Regions from separate parts of the Rattus norvegicus genome. Here region 2 is linked to region 1. The links are chromatin contacts, called in public Hi-C maps. All regions are on one chromosome and are shown on one strand. The core of a region is the stretch at or near the end of the contact, and the rest is flanking DNA. Distances in the headings are between cores, read along the strand shown. Region 1 overlaps Sertad2 (SERTA domain containing 2). Region 2 overlaps Aftph (aftiphilin).

Region 1 (5,672 bases), core at 1,211-3,710:
AGAAAAATCTTCTTTTACAAGCAACCATTTCTGTTATCCTACCACCATCACCAAAAACCACTGCTTTTACTGCAGGCTTAGCACAGCCCAGGATGGACGGCAGGATGGGAGCCTTCTCTTGCCCATGAAGACTGCAGACTCTGTGCCCCTCAAAAAGAGCTGTCAAGTCCATTTTAACCCAGTTCATCCCAAACAATGGTCATTATACCTGACAGAAGAAGCACACAAAGTTCCTTTACTTCTTACTCAGACAGGGTCAAAATTGACAACTGAGTACCAATTTCAAGGAAAGGAAACGATATCTTGTACAGGTGTCTTCTTTGGACAAGAGATAACAAATCTCATATCCATTTAATTTTAATTTTTGCATATGAGTGTTTTGCCTGTGAACCACTTGCTCATCTGGTACCCAAAGAAACTAAAACAGGTGTCAGAGCTCCTGGAATCGGAGTTTTCAGCTCTGAGCTGCCATGTGGATGCTAAGAACCAAACCAGGGCCCCTTGGAAGAAAACTAGAGCTTTTAGTCCCAGAACCATCTCTCCAGCTCCAACACTGGATTTTTCAAAAGTCAGTGCCAAACCGATCTTTGAGGGCAATGCTGACCCTGCCATTGCCTCTACACCAATTTGCTACTTTTTATTATCAGATCCCTTGGAACTAGTATTGTGTGTGGATGGTTGTAAGACAGTATGTGGGTGCTGGGAACTGAACCCAGGTCCTTTGGGAGAGTAGCCAATGTTAACCTCTGAGTCATCTCTCCACCCACCCCACTCCAATTTACTACTTTTGAAGAAAAAAGGAGCCAAGAGGGAAGAGAAGGCTCCCAAGAGAACATCAGAGATTTCTCATGTGCATCTGGGGCTGCCAGAGCCGTAGGCTCTTGACTTGGAACAGATTCCCTCAACTGAGTGGCAGGGGAAAGCATGTTCCTAACTAAATCAACTGTGTGGTAGAATTCAGCCTCAGAGACAGACAGGGAGTGGCAGTAAAGACCCAATAAGGGAAAATTCCTTCTGGCAAGTGAGTATAGCCTCCAGCTGAATAGAGACCTATTATCCCAGCCGTGCCTAGCCAATCTCCCAGTCCAGGGACCACCTCTAGGAAGGTCAGCTCACACTTTTAATCCTAGCACTAGGCAGGCAAATCTCTTTGAGTTCAAGGCCAGCCTGGGCTACATAGGGAGTTCCTAACTGGTCACCTACATGGTGAGATCTTGTCTCAAACAAATAGCCAAAGAGATGGTAGAAGAATATTTTTCTTTTAATGATGATACTGTATTCTTCTTTGTCACCCCTCCCCCCAGCCTAGTCCATCTTGGCCACCATGAGGTCACTGGGTCTGCCGCCATTTCTGAGGCCCAAGTCACAAAGGCTTTCTTCCTCTTTTGTCTCTCAGACTCTGGTCAGAACCTAAGGATGCTCTTGTCTGATACTCTGGGCTTCCTCATTCTTTCTAAAGCCTTCCTCCCTGCCTCATGGCTCCTTGCTCTCGGTGTGTCTCTCCTTTCCCTCCTGTGGGTAGCTGCCAACATTTACAGCTTCTCCACCCAGGGGGGTTTCTTTTAAACTCTAGTAAGTGTCCCCAAGCTTTGCTGAACTCTTTCTCACATTCTATTAATGAGACTGAGACCCCCTTCCTAGGGGCACCCCCAGTAGTGGCTAAAATGGGGCTAGAAACTGTGCAGAGACAATTTCTGAAATGGAATTTCCTCAAATCCTTATCTTTGCTCACCTTTGGTATCCTGCCTTTGAGGTGAGCTTTTGTTCTCCTAGAGCCTGGTCTCCCCTGCAGCACGGCGGCAGCGAGGACAAACCCCATCCTGCGTCAATGGGAAACCGTACTGGCTTAGACAGCTTTCCACACTTGCACGCACGCAGGCATGCACGCTCACCCATTGGAACACAACACACTGGGAAACCTGCTCATAGCTAAGCTTTTAACACCCAGCTTCCCTCCGAGGCTCACAAAGAGCCAGAGCAGAAAGAGCTAGGGAAGTAGTGGTCAGGGACACTGGCACAATCATAAGAGAAGCCACAAGAAACAGCAGCCTCCAGGCCCTTGGCTGCAGCCAGGCAGGAGAGTACATGATGAGGGGAAATGGCATCAGACAATCTTCAGACGCCAGTGACAGCCCCTGGCCAGGGGAACAACAGTCCAACAGGGCAAGAAGCTCTACCACTTACAGACAGGGAAAGACAACTGCACTCTTACCCCTTTCCACCTATGCTAGTGACAACTGTGATGCCGTTGGGATCCACAAGATCTTATTTTTAAACTAAAGCCTACCCAGGGTTTCAGAGGTCTCTGCAGTAACATCCATGCTAATTGGTAAGTAAGACAAAGCCTCCCTAACAAATCAGCACAGTAATTATAAAGCCACTCGCTAGATCAGGCAGTCCCTGTGCTCGCTCAGGCTGCTGTAACCCGACACCCACCCTCGGCTCCACTCAGCCAGGCCCGCAGTCCCGCAGGCCAGCCCTGCCTACCCAGCCAGCACAAACTCCCAGCCCTCCAGAGGGCCACCATAGGCTGAGATACAAGTTGAAGTGGCCAAGACACCAGCCACCGTGCACATTTACACAACTTTACCATGTGGGATTGTTTCTAATGTCTACATTTTAACACACTTTATCCTCTTAGGATTTACTATCAGCTAAGCTGGATACGATTTCTAATGTTGGTTTATCAAATATAATCGGTTCACATGAGAACAAATGGAATTGTAACAGGTGACAACCAATTACACTGAGTAAACCAGAGTCAAATTCTAGAAATGAATATTTCTTTAGAATAAAGAAGAAGATAGGGAAGAATAAAGTATGTCTTGATAGTAAAAATCTGGAAAACAAAAACAGCTTTTAAAACAAGTCAGCAGTGTTTCTAATACCCCAACTCACTGGTTTTCTGTCCCCTGGAAATCTTAGGTTGCAATGCCAACCCTAATGAATTGGGGATAGCAGTCATCTTCTAAGGATGATGATGGACTGGCTAACAAGTCCTCGATTTCACCCCAGGATTCTGGCCCAAGGTGAGGTCTGAACTTACAGTTTCACAGATACAACATGATCTGAGGCCTCAGTCTGGCTAGAAAATACTCAGAAACAACACCAGCATGGCAATGTAGACGGAACAGTCAACAGAATGGTGGCTCCTCTAAAGCTCAGTGACGAGCACAGGGCACTGCACTGTACTTTGACTTCTGAGTCTGTCTGGAATTTTCCATAAAAGTTAAACAACACATCCCCATATATTAAAAAAAAAAAAATCAAATAAGAACAGCAAATTTCTTTTTTTTTGCCCCGCTTTCACACAGCAAATTTCTCACATGAGAATTACACTAACCCTATAAGCATATTTGTACAGATGAATGAGTGTTTTATGTAAACAAGCATGCCCAATGCAAATTGAAATCCTATAAGCGCTGAAAGATTGCACCACATCTACCACAAGGGGGTGCCACAGAGCAGCAAGGCATCTTCCAACTCCAAGTCAGTTCCTACCTACAGAGTTCTCAAAGCATTTACATTTCCAAAGTCCATCTCCCACTCAGGGGTTCACACGGCAATGCTGAATGCTAGAAGCCTTCCCAAATCCAAACTAAACTATGCTATGCTATGGTACAACCTTTCACTGCTTGTACCTAAGTAACATCAGTGCTCAAAAACCACAGTTAGGATCCCTGGAGGATTACTGGAGTACACACACACACACACACACACGTGTACACACACACACACACACACACACACACACACACACACACACACACACACGATCAACCAGGAATCCAAGTCACAAAATGTGGACTCAGAGGTGCCAACAGTTCAGATCTCCAGTGGGGTTGTGAGGCTGACTTCCAAGCACACATCCAGCCTTCCACATTTACAAGGAAGACTTTTCCCATAGCCCTACTGCATCTTCACAACAGTAGACTACTCCCACACTGAACAATGCTTCAGGTACTTATGTAGAACATCCCTCATCAGGAACACAGAGCAGAAGCCATCTAACTGGAAAATGTAATGCAGTTTCCACCTCGGGATACCCTGAAGCGAGTTACCGTCAAACAGCAGGGATTCTCCCTAGTCAGATTACTAGCTCAGGTTATGTGATGTCTGTTCAGTAATGATGCTTCTACCAGATGAACTAGTCGTCTTCCCTCCATTTGCAAACCAGTAATTGGAAGCATACATATTGTAACTTTGCATTAGGAAGCTGCTTTGTAATCATTTGGTGTCCAGGGTAGGTCTTCAGCACCCTGAGTCTAAGGTCTCATTAGCACTAAGGAATCTTCAACTTTGACTTTTCCCCAGGGGACCGCCTGCCAGGGAAGCTCATCTAACTTTGCACCTCCCATTCCCGGGCATAATGAAAATATTTTTTTCTCCTGTATTTATAATTGCTTAGATGGGATTCTAGTTTCAATCCTCTTGTAGCATCTTTTCCCCAAAGATGCCTTGTTTTTCCCTCGAATAAGTGATCCTTAATAAACAATGTCAAGGGAAAATAAAAAACTTGAGTAGAAACCAAACGATATGTCAAAAAGCATGTGAGAGTTTTTATTTTTATTTATTTATTTTTTTGGTGACCAGGTATATAAAACAGTCACACCAACACAGTAACTTTAAGGCCAATTCAGTGAAAAATAAAACTCCATTTTAGTTAAAACTAAAGGTTGCTTTCCATGTTAGCTAATTAGTTTATCACTAAATAAAACTGAAAAATAGAATATAAGGATGAAACTTTAAGAGATATTTTTATGGGAATATTTTTTAAGAATTAAAACATTAAATTGGGAGAATAGATGGTGAATCTGAGGCCCATGTAAGTAACCTACATATTTAGAATATTTATCATAATCGCCTTTACAAGTTAGGTAGACAGGGGATAGAGAAATGGCTCTGTGGTTAACACCACTAGTTGCTGTCTTCCAAAGGACCTGGGTTTGACTCCCAGCACCCATATAGTGGCTCACAACAATCTGTGACTCCAGTTCCAGGTGACCTAACATCATCTTCTGGCCTCCTTGGGTACTAGGTACATAGGTGGTATGCACAAACAGAGGCAAAACACTCATACACATAAAATAACAAAATCACTTAAAAATAAAAGAATTTGGCTGGTAAGGTTTTACACAGACAATTTAAATTTTGTATCAGATACTTGAATAGTTCACTCAATAGAAAAAGTAATGAACTCAGCTGGGTGGTGATGGTACACACCTTTAATCCCAATCCTGCATAGGCAGGAGTATTTCTGTGAGTTCCAGGCCAGCCTGGTCTACAAAAGGAAACAGCCAGGATTGTTCAACACAGAGAGACCCTGTCTTAAAAAAAAAAAAAAACAAGGGGGTGGGGGAAGAAAATATAAACTAAAGAGTAGTGAATATTTTGTAAATACAGTAGCCATTTTTCTAGGCTGTTTTGAGATTTTAATTTTCCCCCAAGGACCTTGGATATTCATAACTTACTGAATTTTAAGCAAAGCCATTTAGCTAAATACAATAAAAGTAATTAGAGTGCCATAAAAGTGTAGTAATATTTATTTCTAAAGAAAGCACTTAGTAGGTCTACTTTCACTTGGAGGGACCCTTGAGGAGAGTTCTCCTCAGTCCATCTAGCGCCTGCCTCCCTAACCTATTTGTCCCACCTGTCTCTGAGCACTTGACAAA
Region 2 (5,672 bases), core at 1,768-4,267, 45 kb before region 1:
ATGCACGCCAAGGTGCTGATGTTCCCGGCCACGCTCACGCCGTCCACGAGCTCTCAAGGACAAGCAGATGCGTAGCTGCTCGTGTCGGAGGATCTGAAATTCTCTTTCCTTTCCTCCAGCCCTTCCCATCATCAAAGGCATATCGTCTGTAATTAAAAATAAAAACATGCAAGCTCAGCTGATTGGTTGGTAAGCCACACTAGAAAGGTATACATAGTAATGTATATTTATTTACATACTGAAGTCCTAAATTTATATAGAAAAATGTAAATAATTGGGGATGAACATTTTTGAAGATTTATTCTTTTGTGTTGCTGGGGTGTATACATTTATGTCTTTGTGAAATACACTGGTGGTGTCCTTCTTAAAAACTTTTGAAATAAAAAGAGAAAATTAAAACCTCAAATCTCCACTGTCTGAAATCCCCTTCAGTCTTTTCCCTTTGCACTGACAGCTCTTAATTTCCCTGTCCTATGGTCTGTTGCTTTTACCTGTCACGCAAAAGCTTCAGAATTCTTGTTTGGTTTTCAGTTTTGTGTGATGGGTTTGTTTCAGACCTGGCTTTTGTTCTGTTTCCCGGGCTTTGTTGTCGTCTTTTTGTCAGGTGTATTGCTGTGTGTGACCTTCTCAGAGGTCACTCCACTGATGCTCGCTGGTTGTGGGCCGGGATCACTGTCAGGACGTGACTGGAGGCTTGACAGAGAATGTGCCTGTTTTAATTGGTGTGATTTGGAGAAGGACCAAATTATATGAATGTCTTAAAATGAAATTTGTAGAGATCTTTCTGTTCTGTCATACCACTATTTTTTGAGGATTTTTGCACAGTGTAAAATGACATAATCCTAGATTGCTATGGTTTAGGCTGTATATACAGTAAAAAAACAAAAAAACAAGCTGTGGGTTTTAAACGTTTGGGGCAATTCCTATGGAAGCAGGAGAGACATGTAGAAGAACCTCTAACGGGTTAATATGCATGCCCAAGGGTTTTGAGATTTCAGTGTGTAAATTTCCTTTTAGCTTATACAATAATAAAATAATTTAAAAGAAATTTAGCCTTTTGTCTTTGTACTTTAGTATCTCAGAGAAAATATGATGCATTTGAATGTGAGATTTTATTCAGAATTAATAAATTTTGTTTCTAATGAAGTAATTTGATAGGACTTATCCCTGGTTAAAATCAGGAAGAATTAGAATCTGGTCTCCAAGAACTGAATCGTGAGGCTGGAGACATGGTTCTTGGGTCAAGAGCACTTGTTCTTACAGAGGACCCAGGTTCTCCTCTCACGGTGGCTCACAACCGTCTATGACTAAGTTTGGTGTTACACAGGCACACATCCAAGCAAAACATTCACCACACAAAGTGAAATAAATTCATTTAAGAAGCTCCAGGCCAGCTAGCCTGGTTCACACGGTAACACAAAGACTGTCACAAAAAAGGTAGAAAGGGGGGTTGGGGATTTGGCTCAGTGGTAGAGCGCTTGCCTAGCAAGCACAAGGCCCTGGGTTCGGTCCCCAGCTCCGAAAAAAAAAAGTTAAAAAAAAGGTAGAAAGGTAACAACCAGAAGGTCGTCACACACACACCGGACAGGGTCAATGCCTTTCCCAGCTATGACACAGACAACGTGAGACCATAGAGAAACCCCCCCTGGGCTGAGGAGGTGGCTCAGCAGTTGAGAGCACTGGCTGCTCCTCCAGAGGTCCCGAGTTCAATCCCCAGCAACCACATGGTGGCTCACAACCATCTGTAATGGGATCTGATGTCCTCTTCTGGTGTGCATGAAGACAGCATACTCATATACATAAATAAATTTTTTAAATCCCCATGATTCATTAGAACATATCTTCAGAATGTTGAGAAAGAATTTATAGGAGTACCCCCTCCAAGAAAACGTTTGCACAAAACTCCTTAAAGGTAATTTGGGAGGTAGGTAGAGAGATGGTACAATGGTTAAGGACACGTGTGGCACTTGAAGAGAACCAGGGTTTGGTTTCCAGCAGCTACACGGTGGCTCACAAATGTCTGAAACTCCAGTTCCAGGGATCCAACGCCCTGTTCTGACCTGTACCAGGGCCAAGCACACGTGAGTTGCTCATGCATACATGCAGACAGAATAACCACACCTGTGAAAACGTGTGAGTCTAAGACAAAGGTAATTTTAGAATGTTATATTTTAGACATTTGCCAGAAAAAAAGTTGCATATTTGCTAGAGGACAGGCTGCCAGCCAGTGGCACCCTGCAGTGTCCACTTGACAGCCTCTTCGTTGCTGGGTAAGTATGGCCTACAGTGACAGATGCTTCAAGTCTCTGGTATTTCATGCATAGAAGAAAATGGGCTGCTGGACAGCACTATCTGCCCCCCTCCCTGCCAGCCACTATGTCCGAAAGTTCAGCTCTGCCTGTTTACGACTGATCACAGCTGCTCGAGCTGACTATGTCAGTCTCAGAGTGGAGGATGGGGAGTTACGGGACCCTCAACTGAGTACCCAGCCACTTGTGTGCAACTTGGTCCTAACCACACATGGCCTTGGGGCTGTAGTCTGAGGAGGATGAGGTGAATTGGGCTCCATCTATGCAGCCATGGGGAAGATATCATCCATACTGGGTGGAGACGTTGCAGTGCGGCCTTTTTGGGATCATTTGTGCTCCTGTGATTGGCCCCTCCTCCAATGCCCTATAAATATCCCTAATAAACTCATTAAGTGTTTGGAAGGCAAGGGGGAGAACTGGTGCAATCAAACTGCTTTGTCATTGGGACCTTATAAGGAGGGAGGTATATGTTACATGGTCTCCCCACCCACGATGAAAATTTTCATGACAGGAATGTGATGGCCGTTTTAATTGTCAACTTGGCTGCATCTAGATTCTTGGAACTTCCATTCATAAACAGCCATTGTTGGATTAGCTCAATTGAAGTCTTTAAGTCATTCTAGTAAATCCCCTTTATGTAGAGATTCATTCTCTTATGTTCTACTATTCTAGAACCCTAATACAAAGGGCTATAGAGTCAAAACAGCTCTCAGTCAAGCGTGTTTCACACTCACAGTGTCCTGAATTTGACCTCAAGTACGTATGCTTGTAGATCCCACAAGCAAAGGAAAAGAAAACTGAGGAAGAAGTAACTTTAGAGTCTGTTAGGGCTGAAAGATGAGCTGCTCAGTGCTCCCCTAAACCTCTCCCAGGAACACCCCCCCCCCAGAGGCATCAGAGCTGGGACACATGCAGCCGGGGGTTGTCCTGCCTAGGCTAATACTGGGGCTGAATGGTTACAGGAAATTCTCTGTTGCTGCAGAATATTAAGGGCCAAGAAGGAGTTGAAGCTCATAGCCGAGGAAATTGAAGCATAAATAAGGAAACTGACGTGTGCAACATCCATATCCTGAGGCAAGAGCACATCTGTATCCAGAGGCAGGACCTATGCCCGGCTTTGTTGCTAGCACTGTCTCGCCATAACCTATGGTTTCAAGCTGTCCCCTAGTGTTGGATAACCCTAATCCTCCCCCCACGCACACCCCCAACCTCTGTCTGAAGGTCACTGTCACAGTCTTCTTTCCATGCTGTCTTCTTCTGTATACAGCGTTCTTATCTGAATCCCATCCTATTGGCTGAGTGCCTCTTAACTGTTCCCCAGGCTGGACCAGGTGTCACCTCACCACTGACATGGGCTTCATGCTTATTCTATTTCAAACGTCTAACATAGCCTACAATTCTATCCCCAGTGGTGACAAATCTGCCTCTTTACCGCATGCAGAACAACACCCCCCGCCCCAACTGCCTTGGAGTCAGACTGTCATCTACTTCTATTGATGAGTTTCTAAAACCTGAAAGCAGGTTTTACATTTATCCTTCCCAACCTCACTGTGTCCACTTTAGACATTGCTTCAGATGTCCATGTCCCCAAAGTGTCTTTGTACCCACCCTATGCAGTCTCTCCCTCCTTCCTCCACCTTGTTCTCTATTGACTGATGAACAAACTTTGTGTCCAGATCACCAAATCGAACATTGACCAATAGGAACCCCCACAAATGCCTGCACAGAGCACCAGGCAAGCTCCTGGTGCTGTAGCTTCTCAACAGAAAGTCACCATGTTCCTTCATCTTGACCACAGATCGCAATGAGCAAAGCCCTGCCGAATCCAGTTACAGGACTCGTGACACCACATGGGCCAGCATAATAATTCACCTGCACCAGGAGGTGATAAGTCCAGGACAAAAGGGTCTGCACAGGTGTGGTGCACAGCTGTGATCCCATAATTCAGGAAGTTGGGGCAGGAGGGTCAGAAGTTTAAAGATGGTTTGGACTATAGAGAGATTCGATAAAATGAGGGGTGGGGATATTCACATCACCTGTGGCACACAGTAAACACTTGGCCAATGTTTATCATAATTCATCTGGGTCAGTATTCTGTCAGTAAGGATGACCATGACGACGACAGGAGAAGAGAACAGATAACTATCTCCTTAACAGTGCGTTCAATGCCGTCCTTCCCTCCGGAGAACTAAAGCCACCCTTACAATGTATGGTAGATTTCAGTTACCTTGAAACTCCAAATGACAACATGAACTATGCCCTTAGACGCTCACATCCCTCGATGGGGCCCCATGGTCCTCTCCCGTCACCATCTCTGAGGGTCAGGGACATGGATCACCGAAGACCAGAAGGGCCAAGGAGTGAGAATACGGAGACCAACTGCCCCCATCCCGCAGCCACCCCAGCCAGAATGGGGCTGCTGGTTACTCTAATCTTTAATTCCCGTCTATCTCCTCCCTAGGTCCCTCGAGGGAAAGATCAGACAGGTGCGCACGCCTGCAATTCCAGCACTCAAAAGGCAGAGGGAAAAAGATGCCAAGTTTGAGACCAACCCGGACTACACACTGAGATCCTGATTCGAATATCAAATGAGAGAAGGAAGGAGGAGGAGCCAGCCCCAGCGTTCTGGGCGGAGCCCACCCTTTGCACCGCCTTGGGCTGCGGGTCTCTTCTGCCATTGGCCAGCTACACTGGAGGACCAGGACTCTTGCTTTAGGTCCCATGCACCGTGTATGACTCCTCACATGCCCCATGCACCTTTCTTGCTAGGCCCCCTCTCAATTCGTGTTTTCCATGCTCATTCTTGTCCAGTCCCCTGCCTCATCTTCATCCTGTGGGTCTAGACTCCTGTCGATTCCACTTCTTACACAGCTGCTTCCTCCCTCCAGGCTCACTTATGTAATCTGACTACCATTCAGCCTCCCAATCAAACTGTATCCACTATGCTAAGAGAATGTTCTTTTCTTGAGGTTGGGGATTTAGCTCAGCGGTAGAGCGCTTGCCTAGCAAGCGCAAGGCCCTGGGTTCGGTCCCCAGCTCCGAAAAAAAAAAAAAAAAAAAAAAAAAAAAAAGAAAGAAAGAAAAAAAGAATGTTCTTTTCCTATAGCAAGTCCTTCTTGAAGCCCCCTGAACAAAAGTTAACCTTACCAGGTAGACATGGGCTCTGCCTCTTCTCCACAAGGTGGTCTCTCTGTGAGCTACCAAATCTCCCAGCAGCTGACTGAAACCAGCCCCAGGAAAACAGCTCCTCTAGAAACCTCTCTGCCACCCACACTGGACAGAGCTGGCCCTCCAGCATCCTAGGATTCTTTGTAAACGCTCTGACCACATAACACTTAAAATAAAAGAGAGTCACATTAGTTA

The links. Hi-C and Micro-C count contacts between places; a contact is called where the count stands out from the background.
Region 2: a contact with region 1 is called in a Hi-C map of Schwann cells, with 4 times the contacts expected there. The contact joins two enhancer-like sites. A contact is called at or near these places in 4 of 12 Hi-C or Micro-C datasets (the A7r5 cell line, Schwann cells and kidney).

Annotation. Positions count from the first base shown.
Region 1 is chr14:99,022,854-99,028,525 of GRCr8, reverse strand. All of the region lies in intron 1 of Sertad2 (SERTA domain containing 2), which reads right to left. Among named protein-coding and RNA genes, the nearest start is that of Sertad2, 55 kb to the right of the region's middle. Within about 2 kb of position 2,460, at least 34 of the 93 cell types and tissues checked have an H3K27ac peak or open chromatin away from gene starts, as enhancers often do. A contact at or near this core is called in Schwann cells, where this site is marked.
Region 2 is chr14:99,068,141-99,073,812 of GRCr8, reverse strand. It overlaps Aftph (aftiphilin), which reads left to right. Exons shown (of 9, transcript NM_001305127.1): 9 at 1-1,052. The coding sequence ends at 75. Among named protein-coding and RNA genes, the nearest start is that of Aftph, 56 kb to the left of the region's middle. Within about 2 kb of position 3,017, at least 2 of the 93 cell types and tissues checked have an H3K27ac peak or open chromatin away from gene starts, as enhancers often do. A contact at or near this core is called in Schwann cells, where this site is marked.